Regions from separate parts of the Mus musculus genome. Here regions 1, 2 and 4 are each linked to region 3. The links are chromatin contacts, called in public Hi-C and promoter capture Hi-C maps. All regions are on one chromosome and are shown on one strand. The core of a region is the stretch at or near the end of the contact, and the rest is flanking DNA. Distances in the headings are between cores, read along the strand shown.

Evidence for each region. Promoter capture Hi-C pulls out the DNA fragments that hold promoters and counts their contacts. Hi-C and Micro-C count contacts between places; a contact is called where the count stands out from the background.
Region 1: a contact with region 3 is called in a promoter capture Hi-C map of 3T3-L1-derived adipocytes, with 4 times the contacts expected there. The contact joins two enhancer-like sites. A contact is called at or near these places in 9 of 39 promoter capture datasets (the 3T3-L1 cell line, 3T3-L1-derived adipocytes, the C10 cell line and 5 more), 12 of 484 Hi-C or Micro-C datasets (B cells, bone marrow-derived DN2 thymocytes, bone marrow-derived dendritic cells and 7 more) and 3 of 115 datasets of contacts at active chromatin or transcription factors (bone marrow-derived macrophages, fibro-adipogenic progenitors and large pre-B cells).
Region 2: a Hi-C map of cortical neurons shows a contact between it and region 3. The contact joins two enhancer-like sites. A contact is called at or near these places in 4 of 484 Hi-C or Micro-C datasets (cerebral cortex, cortical neurons and embryonic stem cells) and 1 of 115 datasets of contacts at active chromatin or transcription factors (large pre-B cells).
Region 4: a Hi-C map of bone marrow-derived macrophages shows a contact between it and region 3, with 6 times the contacts expected there. The contact joins two enhancer-like sites. A contact is called at or near these places in 10 of 39 promoter capture datasets (the 3T3-L1 cell line, 3T3-L1-derived adipocytes, the C10 cell line and 5 more), 2 of 15 datasets of contacts at CTCF or cohesin (the NIH/3T3 cell line and pro-B cells), 21 of 484 Hi-C or Micro-C datasets (3T3-L1-derived adipocytes, B cells, the C10 cell line and 15 more) and 3 of 115 datasets of contacts at active chromatin or transcription factors (bone marrow-derived macrophages, fibro-adipogenic progenitors and large pre-B cells).

Annotation. Positions count from the first base shown.
Region 1 is chr16:24,873,094-24,875,793 of GRCm38.p6, reverse strand. The region is part of intron 9 of Lpp (LIM domain containing preferred translocation partner in lipoma); the gene reads right to left. Among named protein-coding and RNA genes, the nearest start is that of Gm22672, 9.7 kb to the left of the region's middle. Within about 2 kb of position 1,438, at least 17 of the 459 cell types and tissues checked have an H3K27ac peak or open chromatin away from gene starts, as enhancers often do. A contact at or near this core is called in 3T3-L1-derived adipocytes, where this site is marked.
Region 2 is chr16:24,989,908-24,992,607 of GRCm38.p6, reverse strand. Lpp (LIM domain containing preferred translocation partner in lipoma) reads right to left here. Exons shown (of 13, transcript NM_178665.5): 13 at 30-2,700. Among named protein-coding and RNA genes, the nearest start is that of Gm52245, 50 kb to the right of the region's middle. Within about 2 kb of position 1,292, at least 23 of the 459 cell types and tissues checked have an H3K27ac peak or open chromatin away from gene starts, as enhancers often do. A contact at or near this core is called in cortical neurons, where this site is marked.
Region 3 is chr16:25,262,578-25,265,277 of GRCm38.p6, reverse strand. No RefSeq gene overlaps it. Among named protein-coding and RNA genes, the nearest start is that of Tprg, 23 kb to the left of the region's middle. Within about 2 kb of position 1,332, at least 86 of the 459 cell types and tissues checked have an H3K27ac peak or open chromatin away from gene starts, as enhancers often do. A contact at or near this core is called in 3T3-L1-derived adipocytes, bone marrow-derived macrophages and cortical neurons, where this site is marked.
Region 4 is chr16:24,821,339-24,824,038 of GRCm38.p6, reverse strand. The region is part of intron 8 of Lpp (LIM domain containing preferred translocation partner in lipoma); the gene reads right to left. Among named protein-coding and RNA genes, the nearest start is that of Mir28a, 5.2 kb to the left of the region's middle. Within about 2 kb of position 1,333, at least 6 of the 459 cell types and tissues checked have an H3K27ac peak or open chromatin away from gene starts, as enhancers often do. A contact at or near this core is called in bone marrow-derived macrophages, where this site is marked.

The sequences.
Region 1 (2,700 bases), core at 189-2,688, 390 kb after region 3:
ACTGTGCCTTTTACCTACCAAAATTTAACAGTAACACAAGGACTAGGGGGTGGGCTAATGCTCTTCTGTTTAGTGTATCTGAATAGTTTCCCCTTTTCAGACCTAATCAAATCAAAGCTGACACAGAAAAAAGAAGAACAGGGACTCCATTTCCATTCAAAAGCTTCTTTAGCCGTATGCCTTTTACAGGACATAACCAACTGATGCTCCCTGCCAGAGTCACTAGAAGCACTACATTTCACCCCAAATCTGTCCATGATGATCAAAAGAGTGAAATGAGAGACAGAGACAGAGAGAAGGAGGAGGAGGAAGAGGAGAAGAAGAAGAAGAAGAAGAAGAAGAAGAAGAAGAAGAAGAAGAAGAAGAAGAAGAAGAAGAAGAAGAGAAGAAGAAGAAGAAGAAGAAGAAGAAGAAGAAGAAGAAGAAGAAGAAGAAGAAGAAGAAGAGGAGGAGGAGGAAGAGGAAGAGGAAGAGGAAGAAGAAGAAGAAGAAGAAGAAGAAGAAGAAGAAGAAACGAAGGGAGGGAGGGAGGGAGGGAAGGAAGGAAGGAAGGAAGGAAGGAAGGGAGGGAGGGAAAGAATGGGTCAGATTCTTAAAATCTAAGTAGACCGCACTGGGAAAGTTTCATCAGGATATTTTACTTAGGTAAATAAGGTTCAATCAGGCACGTGCACACAAACTTTAAATATTAAGGGGGAAAAGCATAAACAGCCTTTAAGTTCTTATTGTTTCTAAAGAAGCCCAAAAAAGGTGTGCAGAAATGAGGAAACTCTGCAGTATGTATGGTTCACTAACCCTCACTTAAGCATGCTTCAGTCTAACGGGAAAAAAAATATAGAAATGTACTTCATGGTGTTTATTTCCATATACTAAAATTTAAAATTTTATTTCTGTGTCTGCATGTGTGCCTTCTTGCATGTGTGTGTACTGTGTACATGCAGGTGTCCCGGAAGCCAAAAGAGGGTATTGGATCCCCTGGAACTGGAATTAGGAGGCTGTGAATACTAGTGTGGGTATTAGGAACCATGTCTTGGTTCAAAGAGGAACAAGTCTTCTTAGTTGCTAAGCCATACTATACTTTTGGATATTCTGTAAATGTAATAACCAAGGCCATTTTACGTAAATGTTTTGATTATTTTTAATAAATGTAAAAGCTATAGTTAACACCATGACCAAGCCAGAACTATCACCCATGTCTTTCTCTTGGCATTCCTCCCTACCCTCAGCAAGTCAGTCTTTCACATTTTACCAGCTTATTTCCCTATGTGTCCATTTTACTGTGTGACGATGATGCAATTTGTCCTTTCACCTACAGATGGAGTCTTGGGCCACTGCCAATTTTGACTACTACAAATAAAGTTGACATCAACCTCTATGTTCAAGTCTGTGTGAAAACAGGGGTTTTGTTTGCTTTAGGCGAACATGTTGGAGAAAAGCTTGGTTATGTTTACTGTGTGTTTAATTTTTAAAGACACTGCTAAGATCTTTTAAAAGTATCCATTGTACGATCCTGTTCTCAGCAGTTCAGGAGAATCTCAGCCATTTCACATCCCAGTTCGCGCCTGGGACGTGGCAGAGCCTCGAATCTCTTCAATTTGAATTTGTTCCTAACTCAAGTAAGGGGACACTTTAGGAAGTCTCTTCTTGGGGACCACAGATACCAAGCATATTTTTAGTTGATGATTTTTCCCAGAAAAGCATCTGTTTAAACCTTTTGCCTCCTTTTGTTTTTTGTTTTGATTGAGTTAGAAACCTGCTCTCTGTATACTGGACACATATCATTTTGGATGCATGGCTTGGTGTTTCACATTTCAATGGTTTCTTCTGAGAACAAGTTTTAGATTTTTCTGCTTTTCGTTTTTTGAGGACAGGGTCTTGTTTCAAGCCCTGGCTGGTATGGATGTAAATTTTAGTTCTCTTGTCAAGAGTTTCCATGTCCTGGACTTACACGCTTTTAGAATGTTGATGAAATTGAATTTATCTTTCAATAGATTTATTTGGGTATATCCTACATTAAATCTTTGACTGCCCTAATTTCATAAGAACTTTCTTGGGAGTGTTTTTTTTCATAAAAACTTTATAATTTTGGCTTTTATTTCTAGCTTTTGATCCAAAATATACATAAGACTTCTATAGTTTAAAATTAAAAAAAAGTCACCGAGCAAAATGAAAGAACACTTACATCAAGGAACAGATACATCATGTTCATGGTTTGGAAGTCCTTTTAAGGAGTCAATGCTTCTCATTTGAATTATGAGTAATCCTGCGGGCTTTATCAATATGAATTGACAAGCCACTTCTAGAATGCAAAAGGATGCAGAACAGTCCAACCAATTTTGACAATAACAGAGGTGGATATTTTGCTCTCATCCTCTATCTACACAAAAAAAGAAAGTGGGACAGGGAGATGCTGTGTTGCTCAGGGTGGAACTGACCTTGTAACATTGTTGCCATAGCCTCTACAGTGGCTGAGACACGTACCACTATATTCAACTTGCTGAAGGATGTAAACGGTTTGAAAGCAAGGTTTACTGTAAGGCACCATAACTGAGGCACAGGGTAGACTGTAGACTGGCACAGACGTGTAAAAGTTTCAAACTTGGCAGGTTGTGGTGACAAATGTCTTTAGTTCCAGTAATTGGGAGGCAAAGCCAGTTGGATCTCCATGAGCTTGAGGCCAACCTGATCTTCACAGTGAAT
Region 2 (2,700 bases), core at 43-2,542, 270 kb after region 3:
ACTCCGAAAGAATTCCACACAGAGGCAAGTTAAGTGGAATGAGAAGTTTATTGGATTTTTAAATATAAAGTAATTCTTTTACAGAAAAAACTGTGATTTTCATATTTATTCTCATTGAGCACTGGGGAAACACAATCAAAACTGATAGAATGTAAATAAAATCATGTTTTAATATAATTGAATAATGTGTAAATACAAAAGAAATTACCCAAACCACTTTCTTGTAACACAACTTCTGATTTTCAGAAAGGATTATGTGTGCTCCCGTGGGGATGTCAGCGATGGTTTATGAGACAGCAAAGATATGCAATTTGCTTACACTGTGAAAATACCAAGGCTCTGTCAGGATCATGCAGATGAACAATGTCATATCCTCTATGCGTCTGTGTAGCTTTTCCTAAGTTGGAAATGTTACTGAGTCTTGAGGCTGCTGCTGGTGAGGCTGTGATGGTGGCTAGCTAGGAGGAAGTGCCTGCTCCCAGGAGATAGGTTTAGCACAGGGAAAGCCTAACAGCTTTTCTCTCCTGTCCTTACCCTGTCCCATTAAACATGACTTAGCTTTCATATCAAGCTCTCTCTCATGGCCACAAGTCACCAGACTGAAACTCAGAGCAAGGCCACACTGTGTCTGTCTCAGTTTGTTTGTTCCCAAGGAGGAGTACCTGTGTATCCCAAAGACTTGAGGACAGCACACAAGAGATTTTAGAATTCTTTTCTAGCACTGAAATCTGATCAGGTCAACAGCAGAAAATTATTAGTGTTGAGATTAGATAGAGATCAAAAGATAGGTAACAGGAGAAATGGGAAAAAGTACTGCCCACCTCTAAAAAGAAAAAAAAAAAATCAACCTGACTCCAATCATGACGTTCCTAAAGAAGTACGGCCATAGCCCTAAAGCTACTCACCAGTCCTGTTCCTTCAGATCTCGTGGGTTGCTGGGATCATACTGGGCAGAGTGGCAGACAACCACGATGGCACTAAATCTGTCTCCCACAGTTTGTCCCCTCTACTTGCATTTGGTACAACTGAGTAGGAGTGGTGGCATTTCATGGTAGCTTGGTGACCACTAGGGCATCACTAATGTCCTTTCAGGAAGGCTAAGTGGATGGGGCGACACATCTTACTTTCCTCACAGGCATATTCAAGGGAATATGGAGCCAAATGACTTAGAAGGAAAGGAAGCGACTTGGCAAGTGTAATCTGCCAGCTGGTTGAGTCAGACGACACATTGAGAACAATCTTTTTTGGAATCATGTCCTCCGTTCAACCCTTGTACGATCATACGGTATCTCCATGTACCTCAGCACATCTACCTGGCTCACCTCCGAGCACGACTGCTGGGTAACCACTCACCCTCCCAGGCTATGCTGCTGCCTCCTCAAAAATACCTAGAGTTCCTGTCGCTGACAGAGAGAGCTCCAGGAACAAAAGCCCTCAAATAGCATGGACTGGTATTCTTAGGAGCTGGAGTAAAAATGCTTCAAGGAGCTGGCAGGGATGCCTGGCCCCCTGAGCTTACACTCCCTATAGCCAAGACGTTAGTTTTCTCTATGTTAGCCTGTAAGATAAAAGAAACCTGCTGACACTCAAAACTTAGCAATACTTAGTTTTTAAAACACACATGACACATATTAATTGCCTTTCCCTCTCCTGATGAAATGTTCATGATTGTATTATTTCCATGAAATACGGGTTCCTCAGCAATTTGCCACTATTCCTGGGATATAAATGCAAAGTGGCTGTGTCAGCAGGAAGTGCAGGAGACTCTTGTTTTAGCCCATTTCATGGTAGCCACTGAAGGGGAGATTGGAAATGAGCCACCCTCTTCAATTTGGCGATGCTTCCTTATCTCAGCACCTACCCCTGCTGATGGTGTTTGTGAAGCCCGAACAGTGTGAGTCCGGGTACCGTGTGTACATACATATGTAGGAATAACGTTTACGTTGCTCAGAATAGGCACTCTTTGAAGGCAGCACATCTAAAAGTAAAGTTAATAGAGCCTATATTTAGCACCCAACTTCTCACTTTGCTGATGTGTACGCTGAACAGAAGATCACAGATTTGAAATCAGTCTCGCAGAGGCCGGAGTCGGGAAATGGCTATATTCAGAGCTGGGAAAGTCTTGCCAACTCAACTGAAGCTGTTAAAAAGGCAGAGTTGGAGAAGGTGCAATCATGTTTCTCAAAGGTGATGGCACAGAAAGAGAAAAGCCTGCGACAAAGCCATGGAATAAGAAGCCTGTGCGAGCAGCTCAGGCAAGATTACTATCCCTGGGCTCTGTGCCTTTGTGTAACGTCTACTTTGTGGCAAGGGCTTACTACTTAGAAAGTTCACCTCATAATTGCACACATGCCCATGCTTAGCGGTAAAGAAAGAAAAGCCCCAAATCTGTTAAGTAACGATAAAGGCATAGATCCAGACAAGGCAATGCAAAACCCAGGCTAAGTCACTTCGCGGAGCCACCACAGAGCTCAGTGCTCCCTTCCGCTGCACAAAACTTGGCTTCTAAGTTTCAGGTTTTGCGTAAGGCACATAATTCCACACAGCATTCTTAAGACAAGAGCCAGACAGTCATGTGCCATCTATAATTCTATTTTCTCCTTGACATATTTTCTGGAAGGGAGTAAAGACTTGACTCCAACGCTTAGAGGGGAACTCTTCTACCCTTCATTCATGAGGAAAGATGTCTTAGGTAGTCTG
Region 3 (2,700 bases), core at 83-2,582:
AAGACAAGGAACAAGAGGGCGAATCACAGGAAATACTGCTTGGTGGGTGGGAATCTGCGGTTGGCACCAGAAATGGCATTGGGGAATGGAATCGTCTTTGCCCATCAGGAGGCCACTCACGCTTGGTCAATTATTGGTCTGAAATTTCTCACCGAAGGCAATGCCATGCAGCCAGCCGCACTCTGTCACAAATCGGGGTCCTGCAGCCATATAGCGGAAAGTTCTTGAGTACAAAGTGAAGTTTGAGTATAAAGTGTGGTTCGTAGACCGAATGCCGCTGTGAGATGTGAGGTGATGCTTCTCATAACTGCATCAGGCAATCTGTGGGTTGGGGATGACAAGTAGGTTGGAGACACCTAATGTGGGTTGATACATGGGGTGGCAGACAAAAGATGCTTAGTAGAGACTAGAGAGATGGCTAATACCAACCTTTCTCTCACAAAATAAAACTAGAAGCTAGGGATGAGGGATCTAGGTCCTGTTTGGAAACTGACCAATAAAATTGGGATGACCATGAAACTAAATGTTTAGAACAGGTCTAGAACAGGGGACTACTATCTCAGACCTGATTTATAAGTAGCCTACTGTAGGCTGGACAGTACAGTGGGCTCTAAAACCACAAAGGTGTTGATCATATTAGGTTAGAACCTCTCCTGCAGCAGGGGTTATTAAATGTGGCTCTATTGAGCCATTTGGCCTGTCAAAAAGTGTTGGCATGCACCAATCATGTGGGACATGGTGTTGAAATGACTTTTGACCTACAAACTCTGTCTTCAGTCATAACCATGATGTTTCTATGTATTTCAAATAATGACTTCCACTGATGAATACTTGGAAAGCTTATGTGCAGACAATGGAGGTCTGCCTTTTATCAGCAAACTCTGACCCCATTATATTCTGGCTTAATGCTCTAGAGCAGACCTGTCTCCTTGGTTAGGCATTTCAAGGATCCTGGGGTCTGATCCTACCTTTGTCTCAGTTCGTTCCTGTCCCTTCTTTCCCATATCCCTTATCAACAAGTCGGGTGCTAACCTAGCAAAGGGGTGTGCTCTGTATGTAGAACAAGCCTCCTCCTTTTTGTCAAAGTGACAAAGTGACAAAGGATGCTTCAAGACTCAACTCAAAGGTATTCTTCCCCATGCTACGTCTTGATAACACCTTGCACATTTTACTTTAAATGCTAGCATGCCAATTAAGTCTACTGGACTGATTGTTCCTCAAGGCCAGAAACCATGTTTATTCATTGTTGCTTTTCTATATAGCGGACCCTTTTCTAAGTGAAGAGGCTAACTCAAGCTGCAGTGCAAACTATGACCACCAGATGGCAGTAGGTGGACATTTTGTCTCTCTCCCAGCATGAGGGAGAAGAAGGGTTTGTAACAAGTGCCTTTCATCTCTGCCCTTGCAGACAAACGTGTCTCTGAAGACAGAAAGAAACCTTTGACTGGCTAGTCGGATTCCCACACCCCCGAATAAGAATAACAGGTGGCCATTGTATTCTCCCTTTCCTGACAACTCTGTCCCTTAGGCTCAACTGTATTCCATGATGCAGGAACATAGATATTTCAGTTTGATCTTCACAAGGACAAGGTGACCGTCTTCTCAGGAACTGGGAGGAATGGTCACCAACACCCACTGATGGTCAGCGTCTGTTGAGGTCCCAGAGCTTCCTGCCCACATCCATCTGTCAGACCCGAGCAACTGACAAATGTCAGACAAATATCCAGTGCTGACATTTTTTTCTAAACGTTGTTATTGTATTTTTGCTTGACATGTAATAGGTATACATATTTTTAGGCACAATAGGCGTTAGATATAAGAATATTTTGAAAAATATAAATAAATAAAAATTAAAAATAAAAAAGAACATTTTGTGTAATAATCAGTATGGTATTTTATCATATCTAAATTACCTCAGCCATTTATAATCTTTTATTGTGAGAACACTTAAATTCTTCTCTTGTGGAAGGTGTTTGGAAATACACAGAGCAATACTCACCATAGTTATACAGTTGTGCTTATAGTGACAGACAGACCGTCTTCCTTTTACCCAGTTAGGCATAGGCCAGACTCTCCCTTCCTTCGCCTCCTCTCTGCACTGTCTGATTACCACTTTCCCAGTCTACACGTATGACATCAGCTTGTTTTGATTTCTCAAACGGGTGAGGTCATCCCTGTGGTATTTGTCTTTCTGGGCCTGTCTTGTTTCCCTTAGCTATGCCCTCCAGACTCATTCACAATACTGCAAAGTTAAGAAGTCAACAAGTCTTAATGACCAAATAATATTCTTCTGGGTATAGATAGACAGAAGTCATAAACGTTCCACTGATGGACCCTACCATTGATAACAATCCCAGGCTTTCGTGAAAATCACCAGCAATTCCCTGCGCATGTGTAATACTGTGAAGCTAGTGTCTTCCCTGAGGACTTGCCAGCTTAGTTGTTGAGCACAGTGAGACAGCCCTAAGCTTGAACTTTGAAGCAGCCTAGAACCAGAATCCCTGACTTCTTTGTGTTTGCTGGTCTCTGAAGTGCCCCAGAAACCAAGGGACTCTGAAGTGATGCCCAAGCCAACCGAACAGCTCTAGAGGCACGCAAAAGTCCTCTCAGCCCTAAAGTAAAAGGGCCAAGAGTTTCCCTTCCTCGTTCCTCTATCACAGCTAGCTTACACTCTTCTCTACCCTCTACTGCCTATTGGCA
Region 4 (2,700 bases), core at 84-2,583, 440 kb after region 3:
AGGTTAGTGTGCTCAAAAATGTCAAAACCTATGCTTTCTTCTTTTCTGCTCATCTTTGACTTCCAACAATGTCCAATGGTGAATTTAGCAACTAGGCTCCAAAGTTTTACAAGCCAAATAGGTAAATTTTTAATAACCTGCTGTTCATATTAAGTGTGCTGGATGGAAATTTAGGAGTAAGGTTCAAACTTTTCAAAGCTTGAAAAGTATACAGATTTATCTGGTAGAAGACTGTTTATTGATATAAAAATCAAATCTGTCTAGGATACTGCTTATATTACTCTACATTGTTTGCTTTTGTGATATAGTCCTGTTTTGTAACTCATAATGTTCCTGACCTCTGGATCCTGCTGTGTGGGATTTCAGACATTCACCACTACACCCCAAATTATGATTCTGATGGTATAATACCTATGTATCTAGGAGTATAAAACCAAGACTGTAGAATATATTATTTAACAAGTTAGTTTGGTCAAAAAAAAAATTCTAGGACAAAGGCTCAAAATTCCCATGACAAGTGGAGGATGGGCTTCTTGTAGATGAAGAGATACAGCCTGAAGCTAACCAACTTATCTTATCTTGACAACTTCAAGCCAAGGGTCCCTTGAACAATGTCACAGCTGACTGGGAATGGTGTGCAGGGAGGTTTCCAGGTCCATGTTCACACTGTAATTGTAATGTCTCTGCATTTAAAAATTAAGATTTCTTGATACACAGCCCAACTATGTATGCACTTACATTGGCTTTATCAAAGTGCCTATAAATATATACATAAGTAGAGTCACAAATGCAAGTGTCTTGCTCTACACTCTCAGGCCTAACTCTGTAAGTATTCACACTCTGAACATATTTCAAGGCTGTTCCCTGCATTTGCAGTCTTGTGATTCACTTCTAGATTAGGAAATAATCAGGGTGTATAGTCAAAAACTCAGGCAGGAAGGCAGATGGACACAGCAGCCCTTACAAACTGTTTCCCTAGGATACCAGGCAGAAGCAGGATCTTAACCAAGTATGGAACTGGCAGCCGGAATTTGGAAATAGAAACTGAGCTGGGGACTGGTGGGAAACCCCAATAATCCATCTTCCAAATGATGTACAGGAGATGACATCTGAGTAGGGGGCATGCTTTGTGGGGTGGAGTTCAGTAAGTCTTAGAGAACAAGTGTTTCCCCAAATGATAATTTCAGTAAAAAGAACCACACACAGCTTCCAGCAAGTCTTCGTAGCCATTTATGAGAAACGAAAAGAGAAAGAAATAAGTCTACATGGAGAAACCATGTCCAAGGCCTGACTCATGGTCAAATGCAGAACCAGACTTGTGAATCTGCATAGACTAGACATCCCATTACCTTATTACCATCTGTCTACCCCGAGCACCAAAATAGGCTTTTACAGAGTTCCTGGGCTACTCACTGCATTTCCACAGACTTTGAAACATCCTACAGAACTTAAGATCTCTTTTGTACAATTTTCAGTGACTCACCCTACCCACATGCACTTTAGATTAAAAGCTAATGTTACTTTTCTCTTGTATTTTATCAGATTATTTTAACATTCCCTATGAAAGACAGAGACAGGGAGATGGGCAAGGAGACAGACTCTGGTCAGGAGGGATCTATGAGTGCAGGTGCTCATAAAATCCAGTAGAGGGCGTCAGATCTCCTTGGGAATGCAGTTCTGGCAGTTATGAGCTATCAACCCTGGGTGCTAGGAACCAACTCACATCTCCTTCAAGAGCAGTGAGATCTCAACTGCTGAGCCACGTAGGACATCATTTGTTCCCCACAGCAATCCTTTTAAAGATTTTTCAATTGTGTGTGTGTGTCTGTCTGTCTGTCTGAATATGGGAATATGGGAAATGAATATAGTTCCCTTGTATTTTACTGTGATCTCAGGGCACTGTGTGCCTTTTTCTCATTTACAAAGATGTGTTAAAGAACACAAGAGATAGTTTCCCAAGAAGAGAAAGTGACTGTGCAAACACCTACACTATGCGGCCAATTTCAGTGTAAGGGTTCGTGTGTTCTAGGCACAGGGCTTAAGGCCGCCCTTCCCTGGCTGTGGTGTTTGTGTCACCTCTCTCCAGTGCTGAACCTTGGCTCCCATCTCAGTAAGAATGGTATTCCATTAGGGTCTCGTGGCGATTAGTGACATGCTGTAATATTCAATACAACTTAGTCATCAATAAAGGCTTTACTCTGCTTCCTGCCATGAGCTACAATCAGGACGGAAGCAAACTTCTACTAGTACCAGGCTCTCGTCTACATTAGATGGGTCAGCTTTCTCTCTTCCCACAGTCTTTACACTTGCTGACATCCCAATAACAAATGTCATGTGGGTGCCTGGTCCAGCAGAAGCTATAAAAGACACCAGAGCATGGAGAACCTGAGGAGGAATTAAGAAGCCTCGGAAAGTGTGAAGTGAGGGATGTATGGTATGCATTTGTGTGCACTGACACATGCCCATCAGGAAGAGTGGGTAAAAGAAAGCCCTATTCCCTGAAAGTCACACCAACCGCATTACCCTTGGATTGAAAAGTCAGTGATTTCCTGCATATGCATCACGCATTTAAATTTGGAAGCAATTTTTCCTCGTGAGATAGTTCATGCATTGCTATTAATATAGAAAATTCCCAGAAGTCAGTGAAGAAAGGTTATGGATCTAGAAAGCTAGGGTTCAAGTTTTTGTTTGGCCACTGTG